Regions from separate parts of the Sus scrofa genome. Here region 1 is linked to region 2. A link is a contact called in public Hi-C data. All regions are on one chromosome and are shown on one strand. The core of a region is the stretch at or near the end of the contact, and the rest is flanking DNA. Distances in the headings are between cores, read along the strand shown.

What was found. Hi-C and Micro-C count contacts between places; a contact is called where the count stands out from the background.
Region 1: a contact with region 2 is called in a Hi-C map of liver, with 1.6 times the contacts expected there. The contact joins two enhancer-like sites. A contact is called at or near these places in 1 of 5 promoter capture datasets (liver), 2 of 47 Hi-C or Micro-C datasets (liver and skeletal muscle) and 1 of 2 datasets of contacts at active chromatin or transcription factors (alveolar macrophages).

What each region holds. Positions count from the first base shown.
Region 1 is chr5:91,022,574-91,029,373 of Sscrofa11.1, forward strand. All of the region lies in intron 2 of LOC102159120 (a long non-coding RNA gene), which reads left to right. Among named protein-coding and RNA genes, the nearest start is that of BTG1, 210 kb to the left of the region's middle. Within about 2 kb of position 2,863, at least 3 of the 83 cell types and tissues checked have an H3K27ac peak or open chromatin away from gene starts, as enhancers often do. A contact at or near this core is called in liver, where this site is marked.
Region 2 is chr5:90,468,386-90,474,647 of Sscrofa11.1, forward strand. No RefSeq gene overlaps it. Among named protein-coding and RNA genes, the nearest start is that of PLEKHG7, 160 kb to the left of the region's middle. Within about 2 kb of position 4,491, at least 7 of the 83 cell types and tissues checked have an H3K27ac peak or open chromatin away from gene starts, as enhancers often do. A contact at or near this core is called in liver, where this site is marked.

The sequences.
Region 1 (6,800 bases), core at 1,613-4,112, 550 kb after region 2:
TTTTTGTCTTTTTAGGGCCACACTAGAGGCATATGGAGGTTCCAAGGCTAGGGGTTTAATTGGAGCTACAGCCACTGGCCTACACTATAGCAACAGTGGTGCCAGAACCGAGCCACCTCTGTGACCTAAACCACAGCTCATGGCAACACCAGATCCTTAACCCATTAAGCGAGGCCAGGGATTGAACCCGCAACCTCATGGTTCCTAGTTGGATTTGTTTCCACTGTGCCACTATGGGAACACCTGTAATATCCATTTCATAATGGATCCCTTTACCATTAAATACTGTCTTTCTTTGTCTTTCTTTATGGCCTTCATTTTAAAGTCTATATTTTGTCTGATATGAGTATTGCAACTTCTGCTTTCCTCTCTTGTCCATTGGCATGAAATATCTTTTCCTGTCCCCTCACTTTCAGTCTATATGTGTCCTTTGCCCTAAGGTCAGTCTCCTGTAGACAGCAGATTGAAGGTTTTGCTTTTTATCCAATCTGCCACTCGTATCTTTTGATTGGAGCATTAAGTCCATTGACATTTAAGTTAATTATTGATAGATATGTATTTATTGCCATTTTAAACCTTGTTTTCCAGCTGATTCTGTGTTTCTCCTTTCTTCCTTTCTTTTTTTGGTTGCAAGATTTCCATTTATTTTATGCTTGACTACTTTTCTTTTTAGTTTTTGTGAGTATAATGTTTGGTTTTGATGTATGGTCGCCCTGTTTTTTAAGTACGTTAACCCCTTCCTATAGGCTCAAGCACATTATTAAAAGAAAAAAAAAATCTATATTTTCGTATTTTCCTTGCCACTTTCTATGATTTTGATGCCCTTTTTTTTTTAACATCTTCAAGTTTGTCCTTTTGCCATCGCTTGTATTTATCATCACTTTTACAGTTTTTTTTTTCTTTTTTTCCTCTTAGATATGTATGCTGACTTAAAGTAATTGCTTTTCAATTGTGGTTTCCTCCATCCTATTTCTGCTTACTTCTTTTTATTTATTTATTTATTTTTAGAGAAGCCCTTTCAGTATTTCTTTTAGAATGGGTTTAGTATTGCTGTTCTCTTTTAGCTTTTGTTTGTTGGAGAAATTCTTTATTTCCCCATTTTAAATGATATTCTTGCTGGATAGCATATTCTAGGCTGCAAATTTTCTCCTTTCAGAACTTTAAATATATCTTGCCACTCTTTTCTGGCCTGTAGTGTTTCTGTAGAGAAATTAGCTGATAGCCTTATGGGGATTCTCTTATAATTAATACTTTTTCTCTTGCTGCCTTTAGAATCCTCTCTTTAAGTTTTTCCATTTTTATTATAATATGTCTTGGTGTGATTCTATTTGTGTTAAACTTGTTTGGGGCCCTCTGTGCTTCCTGTTTCTTGATATCAGCTTCCTTTAGATTTGGAAAGTTTTCAGACATAATTTCTTCAAATATATTTTTCAATCCCCTTTTCTTTTTCTTCTCCTTCTGGAATTCCTATTATGTGTGGATTGGCCCACTTTATATTATCCCATATGTCCCTTATATTGCTTTTGTGTTTTTTCATTTGATTTTCTGTTTGCTGTCCTGATTGGGTGATTTCCATTATTTTATCTTCCACGTCACTAATTCGTTCCTCTGCATTATTCATTCTTCTCTTTAGTGCCTTTAGCTCAGTCTGCATCTCTGCAAATGAATTTTCTAATTTTTCTATGTTCCTCCTTATATTTTCTAGTTCCTTTCTAAAGAGTCTGCATTACTGTTCATATATGCTCTTAATTCCTTGACATTCAGCCTTAATTCCTTCAATATTTTCACTGTCTCTCTTTTGAACCGTGTCTGTCAGACGGCAGAGGTCTGTTTCATTGTTTGCTGCTTCAGGTAAATTCTCCAGTTCTCTTACATGGGAATGGTTTCTGAGCTTCTTCACCTTGCTTATGTTTTTCTTTTTTTGTGAGTTTAGGGAAGCCAAACTGTAGTCTTGGGGGACTACTCCTATGCAAGAGCACCTGTCTGTATTTTGTGGGGGTTACTATTTATTTTTGGTGTGGGAGTTTGAATATTTGCTGTGTCTTTCTTTGGTGTGAGCAGACTGTTATCCCCAGGGTACTGAGTGTGTTTCCAGGGAGAAGGAGGCAATGGGTAGGGCTAGTAGTCAGTGCCTGGTTGCTGGGCTCTTAATAGCAGCAAGGACCTGCAGGAAGGTGGCACAGGCTACTCCTAGTTGCAGGGCCCTGGGAAGTGGTAATGAGCCTTAGGCAGATTTGCAACGTGCCCAGATCATTTGGCTGTGGCAGCATCAGGGTGTGTGAGTTCCAGGGGAGTGAGAGCAACAATAGGTAGTATTTGATTGCAGTGCCCTCCTCTGAGGTGATTGGAGCCACAGGTGGTGCCTGTTCACAGACCCCTAGTGGTAGCGGTCCAGGCTCCACTTTTGGAGTTAGTGATAACTGTGGTGGTTTGCTCCCACCACCTGCAGACTATGCAAAAAGCACCCCCCTCACTGAGCCCTCACAGGAGGTGCTGCACAGGCTGCTCCTAGTTGCAGGTTCCTGGGAAGGGACAGTGATCAAGCATCTGGGCAATGCCCAGAGCATTTGGCAGTGGCAGCAGCAGGGCAGGTGTGCTCCCAGGGGAGCTAGAGCAACAACAAATGGTGTTCCGTTGCAATGTCCTCCTTTGTGGTGCCCTCTGAGGTGGTAGGGGCTGCAAGTGGTTCTTGTTCAGGGATACCCAGTGGCAGTGTGCTACACCTACCTCTAGAGTCAGAGATAATGGCGGTGGTTTGCCCCTGCCACCTGCAGACCATGCAAGAAGCACACCACCCTGCTTAGCCTACGCAAGAGGTGCTGCACCAGCTTGGGAAGAGACAAAGATCAAGCCTCTGGGCACTACCCAGAGCATTTGGCAGTGGCAGCTATGGGGCAGGTTTATTCCCAGGGCGGGTGAGAGCAATAACATGTGGTGCCTGGTTTCAGTGCCCTCTTTCTTTTGCCAACCTCTGAGGTGACTGGGGCCACAGGTGGAGCCCACTCACAGGCCCCCAGTGGTGGCAGGCCAGACCTTCCTCTGGCCTCTGAGATGGCCGCTGCGATCCTCCCTGCTGCCTGTAGATCACTCAGAGGCACCAGGTCGCACTTGCCCCCCACTGCCCTTAGCCCACACAAGAGGTGCCTGGCCACCAGTGGCCTGCACAAGAAGTGCCCAGTCTCTTGTAGCCCAAGCAAGTGGCTTCTTGCCACCCACTGCCCTCACCAGAGGTGCTCTGCTCTTTGAGAGCCTGCATGGCATGTGTGCCCAGGGAGATTCCTCTGGTGGTCTGCCCCTCCTCCTCTCACCCTCCCCAACAATGGCACCTTGCTTCTGTGGGCCCAGACCTTCTCCCGGGTTCCCTCTGCCATGGCGTTCCGCTCCCCTGTGTGTGGCACAGTGCTCCTTAGCCCCGAGGCTGTGCCCCCACAGCTGACCCTAATCCTCTCCCCAGGACTGACATCTGGAGCCTAACTCTCAGCACCCAGTCCCTGCCTGGGCATCTCAGGCTGTGGTGTCTGGGGCGGTGATGCAGATGGCTCTCACTCTACTTTGCCCTCCTCAGTCCAGCTGCTGCGCTTTTCTCGGCGACTCTGAGGTCTCTCCATCTCCGATGAGCTCCCCGTTGGTTAGGTGGCTTCCCGGGATGTGGGTTCCTTTTCTCCTTCACAGCTCCCTCTCAGGAAGGCTAGGCCTTTTCTCTCTCTCTCTTTTTTTGCTTTTGTTCTACCCAGTTATGTCAAGAGTTTCTTGCCTTTTTTGGAGCTTTAAGTTCTGTCAGCGTTCAGTAGATGTTCTGTGCGAGTGGTTTTACAGGTAGACGTGCTTTTTTTAAATGTGTTTGTGGGAGAAGGTGTGTGCCATTTTACTCCTTTGCCTTCTTGATCCACCTCCCCTCAGGATGTGTTTAAGTCAAATTATTACACTGTATACCTTAAACTTAACCAGTGCTGTATGTCAGTTATGTCAATAACACTGGAAGATAAACAGAGATATATAGCTGGATAGCTGGATAGATAGATAGATAGATAGATAGATAGATAGATAGATAGATAGATAGATAGATGGATGGATGGATGGATGGATGGGTAGATAGATAGATAGATAGATAGGTATAAGATAGATAACAACAGCCACTTCATAGCGGCTATCAGGGTCCTGGCAGGAAACAGGTGACACTTTCAGACTGAATAGGGAGGAGAGTTTAATAAAGGACCATTTGTAAAGCTATGGCCATGTAGGGGGGAAAGAATGATAATGAAACACCCTGGAGTTAAATATGGGAGAGCACTTACCACTTTTAAGCCTGAACAGGTAGGGGGTGGGCATGGCTTCAGGAACCTGGCGTGGATAGCTGTGCAGAGAGGACTCTGATAGGGGCTGTCACCTTTGGTGCTGAGACACAGCTAACGCTGCTCTGGGAAGGAGTTAGGGGGTGAATATCCCAGCATCACTCTCTTCCTGCCCTTTCACCATATACTTCACATGAAAATGACCTGTGGGCAAGCCAGGATTTTCCTCATGGAACCCGTTGGCATGCAAGCCTAGTGTTCTGCAGAGTTCTGCAGCATCTAATTGAGCAGAGATGGCCTGGGCTTTTGTCAAAGTCAATTTGAACATTTCCCTCAATAGCTAGGGGGAAACCTCAGTAAATACGACACTAGCTGCTTTCTATTTGTTCTTCCAAATCTAGTCTTCAGTATTCTGTGGTTTAGAAGACAGACCTGCATGAACTTCATGACCCCAGGCTTTGCAAGTAAGGTCTGGCCAGTTGGATTAGAACCCAAAGGTCACTTTCTCTCTGCGCTTCTGTGTGTGGGAGTAAAGAAAAGGAATCCTGAACCAGGGAGGTCACATCAGGAGATGAAGGAAGATAAGAAAACCATCAGGGGAAAATTCTTTAGTCTTTCGGAAGGAGGGGAGGGGAGAGGAGGATTGCCTGTGGTAAAAACAAGATTCAACCCAGCAGAAACATATGGCTGATTAGAAGGCGGAAGCTCACCAGAGAACAGAAGATATGTTGGGTGATAATAGAGCTTAGAGTGAAAGAAGCCCCATCTGTAGCCATCTCTTCAAGGCCAGATCTAAATATGCAGCTTATGGGTGGCTCTACCCTTTTGCAGATTGATTCTCCTCACCCACCCCTAAGGGGCACAGCAGGGAAAAGCACAACACCCAGAGTAACACTAAACATGAGAACACAGCAGAGACAACACTCCCTGGCTGTGAGCAGATGGGGAGGAGAGCAGGTCTTGGGAAGTCCTCCAGCAGGAAAGCAAAAGAAGGTAAAGAAGTTTTGCCAAGAATATGCCACGTGGTGCCATCATTTTCTGTTTCTAAGTGTTTGGTAATATTGTCCAGCTCACATAAAAGCAACACAGTACAATTTTAGGAGGACATATTCTTGTTTTACTGGGGTGGTGAGAGAGGATGTTGTGGGGAAAAAATTGGGGGCCCTGAAAGCTGAGGGGCAATGTTTAAGCACCTGACATGGTAGGTAAAATGGCTGAACCAGCAAGTCTCAGAGCTAATTCTACTAGAATAGGGGTGGGGTATAACAAATGTGGTGATGACTTCACTTTTCCACCCAAGGTGTCGCTGGTTTAGACTCCAGTAGAGGCAGAACATCAGTCCTGACCCACCGAACTGAGAGGCACATTCATTTCTCTGCCACTTCCGAGGAACAGAGAGCACAGGGAGAAAATACAGAATAGTCAACTATTCTGAGAGAGACACAGTGCATGCCTAGCAAAGCCCAGCCACTCTTCCTGTGGTTTGTAAACTCAGGTGCTCAGCAGTTGTGCCTTAGTGCTACTCTCTTAGCCTGGGGTCTCAGGAGAAAGCAGTCTGACGCTCATCTTTTATGAAGGTAGTTCACTTGAGGATGTTATCTCTGGGGGTCTTGAGTGAAGACTAGGAAGAATGAAATGGGGAAGAGGGATCACCCAGACAAGGATACATCTTTGAGCAGGTCACAGATGTGGGCAATGGAACCTTGGTCCCACTTTGCGCTCCGAGTGTCCTGTAGAGTGCCCTCTGAATTGACTTCTATGGGCCTGAAGAGCAGGCATTTACCCACTGACTCCAGCTGTGCACTGACCCAAGGCTACCCCATAGAACGCCGATTTTCCAGGTTCATGCATGCATTGGTACCAGTGGGGTCTCCCCTGGTATCAGATGTCAGATGTCAGAGAAGTCCAAGCACAGAAAGCAAGAGAATGGGGTGCAGCAGAGGCAAAGGGCTGACAGATTTTACTTCTGATGGGGTAAAAGATGTGAGGTGTAGCTCAAGAAATACTCAATGCAAATAACTTAAAATTTTGCTTAAGATAAGATAAAAAAAAAAAAAAACCCTGAAAACAATGCAAAGGCTCTAGTTCAAGAAAACCATCCTATTTGTGGAGGACAGGGGTACAAGGCACACAAAATACTGAGCAGAATATGAAACAAGACATTTTCTAAGTTGAACTATTCCTTTGAGTATTGCTGTAGCTTTATTAATTCCTCTTCAGGAGCCAAAGTGGAAATGACTCTGAATTCCCCATTACTTACTTACTTTATTTATTTATTGCTTTTTAGGGCTACACCTGCAGTATATGAAGGTTACCAAGCTAGGGGTTGAATGAAGCTGTAGCCACTGGCCTACACCATAGCCACAGCATTGCCATATCCAAACCTTGTCTGCAACCTAAACCACAGCTCACAACAAAGACGGATCCTTAACCCACTGGGTGAGGCCAGGGAGTGAACCCACATCCCATGGATACTGGTAGGGTTTGTAACCCATTGAGCCACAACTC
Region 2 (6,262 bases), core at 3,241-5,740:
AGGAGTTTCTGTTGTGGTTCAGCAGTTAATGAACCCACCTCGTATCCATAAGGATGCAGGTGCAATCCCTGGCCTTGCTCAGTGGGTCAAGGATCCAGTGTCGCTGTGAGCTATGGTGTACGGTCACAGACGAGGCTTGGATCCGCGTTACTGTGGCTGTGGCTGTGATGTAGGCCGGCAGCAGCTGCACCTCTGATTTGACCCCTAGCCTGGGAACTTCCACATGCCATGGGTGTATCCCTAAAAAGAAAAAAAAAAAAGGGGTTGGATTTTTGTCAGTTTGAAATGTATCTCTTTTTGTTGTTTTCATCTTTGCTTTATCTTATCATTTGGAATATTATACTTAACCAGTCAGCTGATGAAATATTCTGAGATGAATTTTATAGCTTGTGTTTCTCCTTGTGTCTTTTCCGAGTTTGAAGAATTAAGGTACTAATAATATCATAAAACACGCTATACTTTAAGATTATCAGGCATTTTTCAATGTTAGTGGGCACCAAGCCTTGGAAAGATATATGACACAGGAAAGATGATTGGGGCAATGTAAAAATCTAGGTCTAGAAATAACTGTCTCTTTTTTTTTGGTCATTTTAGGGCCACACCCAGTGCGTGTGGATGTTCCCAGGCTAGGGATCAAATTGGAGCTGCAATTCCCAGCCTATGGCGTAGCCTCAGCAATGCGGGATCTGAGCCTTGTCTGCAGCCTACCACCACAGTTCATGGAAACGTCAGATCCCTGACCCACTGAGCAAGGCTGAAGATTGAACCCACATTCTCATGGGTACTAGTCAGATTCATTTCTGCTGGGCCACAATGGGAACTCCCCAGAAATAACTCTCTTGATTGGGTCCCCTGAGCCCACTTGCCCACAATTACTTGGCCTGCAGGACTGATGCTTAACTAGCCAGCCAGAAGTGAGGAAATATGGTTATTCCTAGGCCTATTCAGGTCCACCTAGCTATTAATTTCCACTTTGGAATTCTTTTGTAATGATGCATGAGTGGTGTGTGAATTCCTCAGGGTTTTGAGCACTCTGTGAATAAGGAACTCTAAGATCAGCTCTTATAAAAAGGTGAGCTTGGCCCAGTAATCCAGCTGCTGCTTGTCTTTGGGGTGTCATAGGCTTAGCTAATCCTGTTGACTCTAATTCTAACTGGGTGGCTCTTGTTAAATCTTTGAGCAAAAGATAGAATCTTTAGGCCAGTGGTGTGTGAAGAAAATATGCCAAACATTCTTGATTCTGCCAGGGTCTCAAAGCAAGAACTTCATTTATTTATTTATTTTTCGCAAGGTTTATAAGCTGCTCGCACTGATCGCCACTCGAAGGCTGTGGTTGGAACCTAACCAAGATAGTAGAAACACTGCTTTTATCAAGCTGGGCATCACGCTTTAAAGACCTAATTGCCTGGAGATCATTCAGGTGGCAACCCAATAGATCTGTCCCAGTGATTTGTGGGGAGACATTCTTAAGTGCTGGAGAGGAGTGAGACCTATAAAGGGGAAGGATTGTGTTTCGTTGGGTCTCCTTAAATTCTTCTTAAAGCCCTAGGATGACTTATTCGGGTGTATACATGACAGAATCAACGCAAGTTTTTCTGAGACCCTAAGACTTCTGAGACCCTAAGATCCTAAGTTTTTCTGAGACCCTAAATAAGGGGACTTTAAGTAGATCTAAAAGAATTTGAGGGAGCAGAAATGGTAGGGATTGGATAAAGAGTACCACAGTGCGAAAGTAAGTTAAAGACTTTCCCTGTTTGAATAACATTCATTGGTTTGAAATGATAATTGTGGGAACTTTGGAGAAAGCTTTAGACTCAAGAGTGAGTTGTCTTTTAATATTCAACATAGCAAGTTATGTCTGTGAGGGAATGAGTAATTTTGGATGGTTTTTGAGTTTTAGAACACTGTACTTGGGAACCCTACTATGAACTTTTGAGTGTAGACTGCTCTCCATAAAATAGCTTAGGCAGTTTGAATTTTTTTGTTAATGGCTGTAGCCATTATGTGCTGTAGCACTTGGATTTGATCCCTAATGCTTTGTAGTCTGACGGCAATCTCTAGACCCCAGAGCCCTGGGACTGATTCCAGCCAAACAGTCGGTCAGCTCTGGAAAAGAAAGAAGTTGCTGCCCAGATTGCCGCAAATGGAAATGAGAAGAGAGAAATGCTTATCAGGGTAAATAAACTCAAAGGCATATTATTAGGAAGGGGTTGGTGAGTGGACAGAAGGAGAAATAGGCACAGGGCGGGACATTTACTGAGCACTCACTGCTTGTCTCACACATTATTAGATGCTTTTATGTATTAGTTCATCTAGGCTTCCCTAAATCTGGTTTTATCGTGTCCGTTACTACAGATAAGGAAACTAAAGAGAAAGGTAAGGAAATTGCCCAGGGTCACACAGCAGGCATATGGTGATGTTTATTAACCTTGACTCTGCCAAGGTAGATATAATTTAGGTGAATTGTTAGGAGTGTCTGCTGTAGATCTATAACTGTTTGAATCAATGTACAGTGGCAATGGGTGATCAAGTCATCCTATTTTCTTTTCTTTCTTTTTTTTTTTTTTTTTTTTTTGTCTTTTTAGGGCTGCACCCGCAGCATGTGGAGGTTCCCAGGCTAGGGGTCTAATCAGCCTATGCCACAGCCACAGCAGTGCCAGATCCGAGCCGAGTCTGCAATCTACACCACAGCTCATGGCAATGCTGGATCCTTAACCCACTGAGCGAGGCCAGGGATCGAACCTGCAATCTCATAGTTCGTAGTAGGATTCGTTTTCTCTGTGCCATGATGGGAACTCCCCGATATTTCTTCTTTTAATGGTCACACTTTTGATTTAGAATGCTCTTGAAATCCTATAACGTAAAATTTTGCAAATTATTAACCACATTTGTTAAAAAATCTATCAAACAATACCGCATACTTTTTCAGGTATGTATATACGCATAAAAATATCTAGAAGGAGGCATAGTAGTCCCTGGGGAGAAACTTGGGATTGCGGCTGGTGGCCAACTGGGTTTTTGTCTAATTCATGCTATTATCATATTTTACCTGAAGAATGTATTCACATGTTATTGTTATAATAAGAAATAGTAATGTAGGGAGTTCCCGCTGTGGCGCAGCAGAAACGAATCTAACTCCATGAGGTTGCGGGTTCAATCCCTGGCCTCTCTCGGGTTAAGGATCTGGCATTACCATGAGCTATGGTGTAGGTCGCAGCTGCAGCTTGGATCTGGCATTGCTTTGACTGTGAAGTAGGCCAGCAGCTATAGCTCCGATTAGACCCCATAGCCTGGAAACTTCCATATGCTGCAGGTGTGGCCCTAAAAAGACAAAAAAATAAAAATAAAAATAAATAAAAATAAAAATAGTAATGTAAAAAGAGGCAACTTGAATGAAGACCAGCTGGGAAGCTGTTTAATAGTCCAGAAAAGGGAAGATTATGATCTGAAATAAAAATGACAGTAGAGCCGAGTAACTGAGCATGAGAGCTCTGATTCTAAACTGCTTGGTCTTGAATTTCTCCTCTCACACTCACCAGCTATGTGCCAGCTGGGTAAATTACCTAACCTGTTTGTGTCAAGGCCATTTCATCTATAAATGAGTATGCAAAAAATAGTGCCTACGTAGAGAGTTGTGATAATTAAGTGACTTAGTACATGAAAACCGCTTAGAACAGTGGTTAGTACGTTGTAAGCCCTCTAGAAATACTTGCTGCTATATTAAGGGAGACAGGATTGGGTTGGGAGAAACGGGAAGAGTGTTCAGTAACTGAACATGCTAGTACCTCAGATACCAAATTGATGCTGACTATCTTGTCAGGTTTTGTGACTCGTGGTGCTTGTACGACCACCGCTTCCTCCAGGTTGCCCTGTGGTCATAGGGACATGGAACATCGTAGTGATTCTCTGCTGATCCTGTGGCAGGTGCTGGAAGTTGCTTTTCTCATCGTGAGTTGGAATCTGGAATGAGATCATTATGTCACTTCGTCTCCTGTCCAGTTCTCTAATTAATAAGTTGGTAGCCATGTCACTTATCTTTAATGCTTAGGTATATATTTTCAATTAATAAAGTGACGATACCCATGTCAACCGATAGAAAATGCCTCTTCTCCCCTTTTCTTTTGCTTCTTCTATTGCATTTACAGTCTCTGATAAATCTGCTTGTCTGCGTAATGCTGTAGGAAAATAAGACAGGTCCAAGGAAAAACATTACCTCCCAGGGTCCAATTGTATGAAAACACAAAGATAAATGTCCCTCAAAGGGTAGTGCAGGGGCGGGGGTGGTGGGAGGACTCTGGCACACTGCCTGCTTCTGAAGTATTTCGAGGATCCAAGGAGGAAAACTGCTTTGAGAAGATACAAAAGACTGTGCGCATTGGTGTTTAATCTGTTGGTTGTCTCTTTGTCATTTTTTTCTATTCCATGTGAGAACACTGTAGAGAAAATTCTAGATGGCTGCATTCTGAAAAAACAACTTTCACTGAGTTAATGTTTCTCTTCAGTTTTGCCTACCTATCTCACCTTTGAATTTACTGACTGTTGAGTAATTGTTTACACCTTGGCATTATTCCCTTCAATTTTTAGGGCACTGATAGGATAATTGCTGAGTCTTCGGATACTGGCAAACATTTGGTTTAGCTGTTCTTCTCCCTTCTCTATCCAGTGTGTATCTATGCAGTTTTTTCACTTATTGTGACCCTAAATAAAGCTTTGATGGCATTTAGGCCTTTTCATCTGTGCTTAGGAAACTCTTCAAGCCTTTCTTGGAGTCTTAATTTGCCTTGTAGTTGCTTTCATTTGGGTCATAATCCAGCTCACTTTGCAGCCTCTTAGGTAGGTCTCCAGTTACATAATTCCACTCCTTTTTCGATGCTGGCCCGTATTCCAGGTCATAGTGCCTTTCTGCTGCCTCCCATGAGATAAGAAAGTGCTCCTGTTAACTATTGATTTTCTTCTTCTTCTTTGTAAACCAGGTGTATTAGTTTACGTGTTTCTGTTTTTTCCTGGATTTTTTTCATTTGGATATCAAAATATCTTACTATGTACTGATAAATTTGAAATTTGTTTCTTCCATGAGAAGATACTGATACTTTATGAAATTCTAAAATGGGCTTTGAAACAGCAACCCCTTCTTGAACTATCGTTGGCATACAGTAAACCGTAAGCATCTCAGATGCACAATTTGAAACGGCCTTTGGGTACTAACCTCAGTTCATTTCCCACAGAAGCTCCGGTTTAGGTCCCAGCCTGTCTTTCTCCTTGTCTTCAAAGCTCAGCCTGCGAAGGCCACTGTCTTAAGTCACTTTCCAGAATTACTCATCTTCTACCAAAGTCCATGTGCAGTCCCTCTCAGGCTTCTGTTTATTCCTCAGGTGAAATTACTGTGGTGAAACTCCACTGCCAAAGCCAGTGGGCATTTTCCAGTCTTCTCTTACTTTCAGATTCTTTATGACCTCTGCCACCATCGACCGTTCTGTGCCATGCCATCTTGGAAGTGTCAGCTTTCCTGGCCACACGGACGTGGTCTTCTGGTCCCTCTCCCACCACGGACATGGCCCTTCTCAGCCTCCTTCCTCCACCTGCTCCTGCAGTGAGTCAGTGTGTGCCGTGGCCCTGCCCTTTGCTGCTCACCTTCTCTGTCTCTGCATTCTCCCTGAGTGCGCTCGGGCGCTCAACTTGTTAGTCATACCGCGTGGATGCGGACAAGTGACAAGTGGATGGTTTCAGCTTAGACTTCTTTTCTGAAGTGAGATCCGTACACATAAACTGTTGGACATTTCTGCCTACATGTACCAGAGGCATACACATTTCCTGTTTTAAAAACTCACCTTATTATCATCCGTTCAAAACCTTTCTTTCCCTCTTCTACTCTTTGGCCTAGGAGATAGGCCTTCTCTATGGGAAGGTCACAGTGTTGGCTGGGGAAGAAATATGAATGCGTGACATAATCACAAACCAGCTTGTGTTGCATGTGCCAGTTTGGTAGAATGAAGCAGTGAAGGCCTCCGTGGGACTTACTCTACAGCTGTGAGGGAAGAGCACCCTAGAGACTGAATTCCTGGTGATAGGGAAGAGCTGCTGGGGGCAAACAGTATTCAGAAAAACGAGAATGTCCAAGTGAGGCAGGAGATGTCAGGAAAGCCCTTCGAGAGCCCATGCAACCTCAGTGCTTCACATCTTCAGTGGCTCCCTCTTTCGAAATGTCCGTGTGTTGGAAACTGAACTCTTCGGTTCTGGAGAAGCATCAGTGGAGAAGAGACAA